Linked DNA regions of Mus musculus: region 2 is linked to region 1. Evidence: chromatin contacts called from public targeted proximity ligation data. All regions are on one chromosome and are shown on one strand. The core of a region is the stretch at or near the end of the contact, and the rest is flanking DNA. Distances in the headings are between cores, read along the strand shown.

The links.
Region 2: a contact with region 1 is called in a targeted proximity ligation map of CD8 T cells, with 24 read pairs. A contact is called at or near these places in 21 of 39 promoter capture datasets (the 3T3-L1 cell line, 3T3-L1-derived adipocytes, the C10 cell line and 14 more), 16 of 484 Hi-C or Micro-C datasets (CD4 T cells, CD8 T cells, the STO cell line and 8 more), 12 of 130 datasets of targeted methods (CD8 T cells, the SCID.adh cell line, astrocytes and 5 more) and 2 of 9 other capture datasets (adipose tissue and liver).

The regions. Positions count from the first base shown.
Region 1 is chr19:11,441,925-11,445,207 of GRCm38.p6, forward strand. It overlaps Ms4a4b (membrane-spanning 4-domains, subfamily A, member 4B), which reads left to right and starts at 1,634. Exons shown (of 7, transcript NM_021718.2): 1 at 1,634-1,736.
Region 2 is chr19:11,480,764-11,484,046 of GRCm38.p6, forward strand. It overlaps BE692007 (a long non-coding RNA gene), which reads right to left and starts at 1,816. Exons shown (of 2, transcript XR_003952860.1): 1 at 1-1,816. Ms4a6c (membrane-spanning 4-domains, subfamily A, member 6C) reads left to right here. Exons shown (of 7, transcript NM_028595.4): 7 at 443-1,434. The coding sequence ends at 449.

The sequences.
Region 1 (3,283 bases), core at 384-2,883:
TTGTTTTTCATTTTGAGAAGTTTTCTAGTAGAATTTTTTTGGGTTTCTCATGCATAGTATCAAGCCATCTGAAAATGGGAATAGTTTGTTGTCTTCTTTTCCTATTTGTACCCATTTCAATTTCCTTCTCTTGCCTTATTGTTCCAAATAGCATTCAGAACACAATACTGAAAAGGAGTAAGAATAATTGAATTCCTGTCTCTTTCTTGACTTCAGTGAGATTGCTTCAAGCTTTTCTTCATTTACAATGATGTTGGTTATGAGTTTCTAAAATATAGCTTTTATTATATTGAGGTGTCTTCCCTCTAGCCTTACATACTGTAGGAATTTTATCGTGAAGGCCTGTTGTTTTCTCAAAGGGCCTTTTCACATCTCTTGATATGATCGTGTAATTTTCTTAAGTTCATTTACACGATTTACTATATTAACCAACTTGTGAATATTGAGCCATTCCATGTTTCATGGATATAGCCAATGTTGTCATGGTAGATAATCTTTATTATGTATGTTTGTATTCTTTTTGTCAGTATTCTATTGAGTATTTTTAGATCTATGTTCATCAGGAAAATGACATGTAGTTTTCATGTGTGTGCGCACGCGCGCGCGCATGTGTGTGTGTGTATTTCTTTACCTGGTTTTGGGATTAGAGTGACACTGGTTTCATAGAGGGGGGTGGGAGTGCTCTTTTGTTTTGGCAAAGAGCAGCTTTGGCATCTACGGTAAACTGGAGTGGGTCATAGAGTAGGCAATTGGTCATTCAGCAGATTTTTATTGGAGGGAACACAGCTTGATTCTCTGGGGCTGGTGGAGGACTCCCTGGGGCTGGAAGAAAGACTCTGGGTCCAGTGAAACTTTCTGGAGCCAGCAAGAAAAAGGTGGGAAAGAATCAAACACACACACACACACTTGGTGGATGAAGCAAGCCTCAACAAGCTCCAACAACTTCACCCATTACATACATACATACATACATACATACATACATGCACATATACATTTGTTGGATCGAGCAAAGCTACAACAAATTTCACATATACACATATATACATATAGACATACATATACACATATACACATTTGTTGCATGTAGCAAAGCTCCAACAAGTTTATTTTTTTCCTACATCTTATATAGCCCAGTAAAATCTTTCAAGCCCTATAAAAATTACAATATGGTTACATTCCTTTTTTCATACAGTAAACAATTACAGTGAATATGTGTAGAAAAAAACCATTTTCCTAATACTCTCACTTGATCAAATGTTCTACATATTAGGGGTGAAAAACAAATTATGCCCTAGAGCCCATATTCATTTGTATTTAAGTAACTTCTTATAGATTAACAGAGTATACATAGACACGATAATTTTCTCAGCCAGTTTTTCTTACTAGCAGGTTGCAATGTGCACTTAAAGGAAAGAATCAACTATTTTGTTACTTATATTAAAAAGTAATCTTATGAAATTTTTTAAAAAGAATCAGAAGTCTAAATTCTATATAAAAAAACAAAAATTTCTACCTTGAATTTTCAGAGTACACATCCACCCATATATGATGGCTGAGATGGGTGGGGAGGAAATGTCAGAGGCAAAGGTTTCTGCCTCTTAGTCAGTGGGGGGAAGTCCTGACACAATCAAACAGTCTGCTATCTACAAAGGTGAATCAGAGTCCTGTGAGAACACACAAGCAAAGCTTCTCCTGGAATAAATCAGCTGACATCTGATCCTTTCCATTGTCTGGTTAGTACATCTTTATTATTTTATTAGAAGTTGAGGAGTAAATTTTACTTAAAACAAGGTTTTTTTTTAAAGAAAAGATTTATGTTTTATTCTGTAATATTTTATGATTAAAATAATATATAAAGCATGGTTTAAAATATGATAAGGAGATGAATATTTGCAATCTTTATTTTGTAACTTAAATATTTGAGTGTTTAAAGTTTGACATGTTCGCTCTACAATAGCCTGTCCTTAGTGATTGTAGGGAATGACAATGGAGTGTGAGATATTGAAATCCAAACACCATTTTTTTTAAAAGCCTTGTACGTAGAAACATAAGAATTGTCTATTTTTTCTAAACTATTGGCATTCCTAAGATTGTAAAACAAATGTCATACCTGATCGTTGAAAGCTTCTCCAGATCTAACAGAAGCACAAATAACATGAGAATAATTATAAATCACAGGGGCACAGGCTCCGAGGATAAACTCCCATGGGGAACACGCATGGGTGTGTGACACACTGAGCATTTCCACAGGATCTCATAAGCAGCGTTGAGGGGAAAATGGCCCTTTGAGGGAAGGTGAAAGTGAGTGCTTAGGGCACTTGGTAGATGAAGCAAGTTTCAACTAGCTCCAACAACTTCACATATTGCATAATACAAACATACATATATACTTACATACATTTATACATACATTTATATATACATTCATATGTGCATACATACATACGTATATACTTACATTTATACATACATTATACATTCATATGTGCATACATACATACATGCATATATATACATACATACATACATATAGAGATAGAGATAGAGATAGAGATAGAGATAGAGATAGATAGATAGATAGATAGATAGATAGATAGATAGATAGATATAGATATATATGTGTATATATACATATATGCACATATAGATATTGGGAAAATGTCTGAACAATTCCATGCTTCCCATCAAATGATATCAAGATTCAGGGTCATTGCTGGATGATGTTTCAACGACTGGGACTCAAATTGACTGTATGCCATGATAGCACAAGAACCTAAATTATAATTGCATCTACCTCTCCATGGGCCTGTATGAGCTCTGATAGGCATACTGGTGTTTCATGTTTTAACCAATGTCAGAGTTATAACAACACTCTTCCCCCCAACACCGGGGCCTCTGACATCCTCCATAGCCTCATGCTATGTGTGTGGTCTGAAGGAGGAACAGTCTAAATTCCAGGTGAGAATATCTTGATTGGTTCTAGATGGCAGACCCTGTTCTCTGGATCTTCAGATGCTCTGGGAACCTGTACTCTGGAAGCCAGCACTGCAGTGGCTGCTTGTGTGTGTTGCTGGATCTCAAACCAAGAAGGATCTCTTATCTAGTGTCAGCAGTGTAGAGAAAACCAAGAAGAATAGAATCACAAAGCACTATTGAGTACCCAGTTATCAATGTTGCCACTGCTCCTATGGGTGCTTCCTACAGTGGACTTCTAAGACAGCGTCACTTACTGCTAACACTACCATGGCTGAAGAAGCTACACAGATCCTGCAGTTCTGCA
Region 2 (3,283 bases), core at 566-3,065, 39 kb after region 1:
ACTAGTCTTTTTATGGGTCTTGACTTGATAAAGGCCAATTGCACACTGGAATGTATTCAATCAGCATCTTAGAATCTGTTTCCCTTCCTTCTGGTTTTACTTTTTTTTCCCTGAATTAAAGACACTAAGGAAATACTGTTTGATAACTACATGCAACCCTTCTCAGCCAGCTCAAGGTGTATGGCTTCACTAACTGAACAAAAAAGCTTTGCTCTGACCAGATCCTTAATTAGAGTGCAGAACAAAGAGGAGATGATATACATCAAATATGTGCATCACATAAGGTGTGCTATTCTCATCATGGAACATCTACAACACTGAATGAAGTTGTATCATTTGTATCTACGTATCTATGTTCCTCCATACATACACATATGTACGTATAAACATATACATATAATATTCATTTATAACCTGAAACCACATATTTTCTTTGTTCTAGAATGTGATTTTTTCTGTCTTATAACTCCAATAATGAAGCCAATGTGGAATCAAAGGCACTTTGTAACTGTGCATATGAGGAACGATTGGTTTTTTTTAAGAAAAACAAAACAAGACAAAACAAAACAAAAAAAACAAAAAAACAAAATACCCGAAACAAGTGGGAACTATACAGCAGAGGATATGTCTTCATGATAATGCAGAAAATCCAACCATCACAGGGTAGCAATGCTTGCTACTTAAAATGTAGACTGTTCATACAGTGGGCACCAGTATAAGTTGAATGTGTGTATTACTGGCACCCTACTGATTTTCATGACCTTGGCTTCAGCCAAAGCCCAGACCTACAAATGGTGGCCTTTCTTAGAAAACCAAACAGACATTATGAACTAACCAGTACCCCAGAGCTCTTGACTCTAGCTGCATATGTATCAAAAGATGACCTAGTCGGCCATCACTGGAAAGAGAGGCCCATTGGTCAGGCAAACTTTATATGCCCCAGTACAGGGGAACACCAGGGCCAAAAAATGGGAGTGGGTGGGTAGGAGAGTGGGGGGGGGGGGACTTTTGGGATAGCATTGGAAATGTAATTGAAGAAAATACGTAATAAAAAAAAAGAAAGAAAGAAAACCAAACAGAATGTTTCAGGCCATTGTAGTGGAGCAAAGGGACAACATTTTCTTGCCCCCTGCAATTAACAGCAACAGTTAACCATTAGCAGTCTTTGTATTCAGAATCTCTGCTATGACGTGGGTCTTCTCTCATATCAATTTTATTGACTAGTGCATAGAAACTAGTGGCATGCAATGAAGTCTCAAGAGTATTCATGCTGTTGGTTCAAAATAAAGTCTTTTTTGATTGTATGTTCTATATGTAAGGGCTTTTGTTGTTATTTTGTTTTTATGCACAGATCAAGTCCCCTGTGATATGTAAACACATTTGTTTGATATTCTTTTGTTCTCTATCAACCAATAAAAGCATGGGAAAGACAAATAGGAATATATCTCTGTCAGTGTGTGTGTGTGTATGTGTGTGTGTGTGTGTGTGTGTGTATTAAACTGGATCTGAATAAACACTCAAAGTTTAGCAATGCATTTTGGAGGTACCAGATAACATTTATTTCTAGGATTGCCACAAACAAATAAGAGGCATTTCTTCACTTCTTATAAGAGGCTAGAGAGATGTCTCATCAGTTAAGAGCACTTACTGGTTTTGGTCCTGTAAGGACATGAGTTTTATTACCAGCATCTGCGTGGCAGCTCACAAACATCTAAAACTCCAGTTCCAGGTGATCTGACATCCTTTTTTGGACTCGGTGAGCAGTAGACACACATATAGAACACACACAGACATACATCCTTGTAAAATACCCATAAAACATAAAATATGTTTAAAATGAAATTAATAGTAAAATATGGAATGTGGGGAATGACAATACATTTAGGATCATATTCTATAAGCTATGAAGGTCTATTTGAGCCCCAAATAAAATATATTTGTCCTCCTCCTCCTCCTCTTCCTCTTCCTCCTCCTCCTTTTGCCTAAAGGCAATTGTATAAGAGGAGAGTCTTTCCTTGAGACATGTCCCCAGTCCTTACCTACTACTGATCATGTAACTACTCCTCCTTCAGGGAAGGAAGGCCTACCATCTAGAACTCTCAGTTGATGTTTTCATTACTACATCCACATTCTACCTCAGCCATCACTGTTGTCATCAAAATTTCCGAACCTTTTATGAAACAAGAAGACATCCGTATCAACTCTACAGGGACTATAAGCACTTAAAGTCAAATAGAGAACCAGTTTATACAATTAAAAGAAATGAAAACAAACAGTAGAAAGATATAAATTGGGGAAAGCTACCCAAGAATAATTACCATAAAAGAATCTAAAATATGAATGGTTATATAACAAGTGAAGGAATGGAAGCAATAGTCAAAAACCTCGCCAGCAAGTGAACCTCAGGCTCAGGGTGCTTCAACAGTCAACTCATTTCAGTATTTAAAGAAAACTATACCAATCATTTGCAAATGAATGTTAAAAAGAAAGAAGGATAGGACACTCCAATCTTATTCCATGAATTTAGTGTCCTGATACAGAAACATTACATGATTAGAGCTATGGAAAATTCACTTCTAGTGCATTTTACACCTATCTATTCTGTTGGCATGTCTTTTTTCAGTGTCGGTCACAGCCTGGGCAAAAGACTTGCAATATACAATCTCTTTTCTGCCTCCTCTTAGCCAACTTCATTCTGGCATTGGAGCACTCCTGTGGTATAAGTAGGCTTTGACCATCACAGTCTATATATTTTTAGCTAGTAATTTTTTAGCACTTTTACTAATTTCATGTTAGTGTTGGGTTCAACTATTCTCATTTATAAATATTGTCATATTTAAGCCCAGCTATTAATTTTTTATGTAAATAAAAATGTAAACATATTTCTTCAAGTTTTGTTCTATGCTTTTTCTGTAATATTAAATATCATTCTGATGTGATATTGTTCATGTTTGTGTTCTGACTTATGTACTTAAAAGCTTAGACATTATTGAATGCCTGTATATCTATGTAGCTATGAACTATATACTCACTATCTGGGAGTTCCTTTCAGAACTATATGACTTCCACTTAGGTACTAAAATTAATGTAATACTAATCATCTTTATAAAAGACTCTAAAATATCTCTAAACAATTAAAAACAAAAGAACAATAGCTTCTCTTTTTTGAAATTTTCATAGAAATGTATAGAGTTTTTTTTTCTTTTATTGCTGGAGCAGAGAAGAGAAGATCGTTAACTGAAGTGTTTGACTACATTTGTGTGTGTGTGTTTCTGAGAACAAA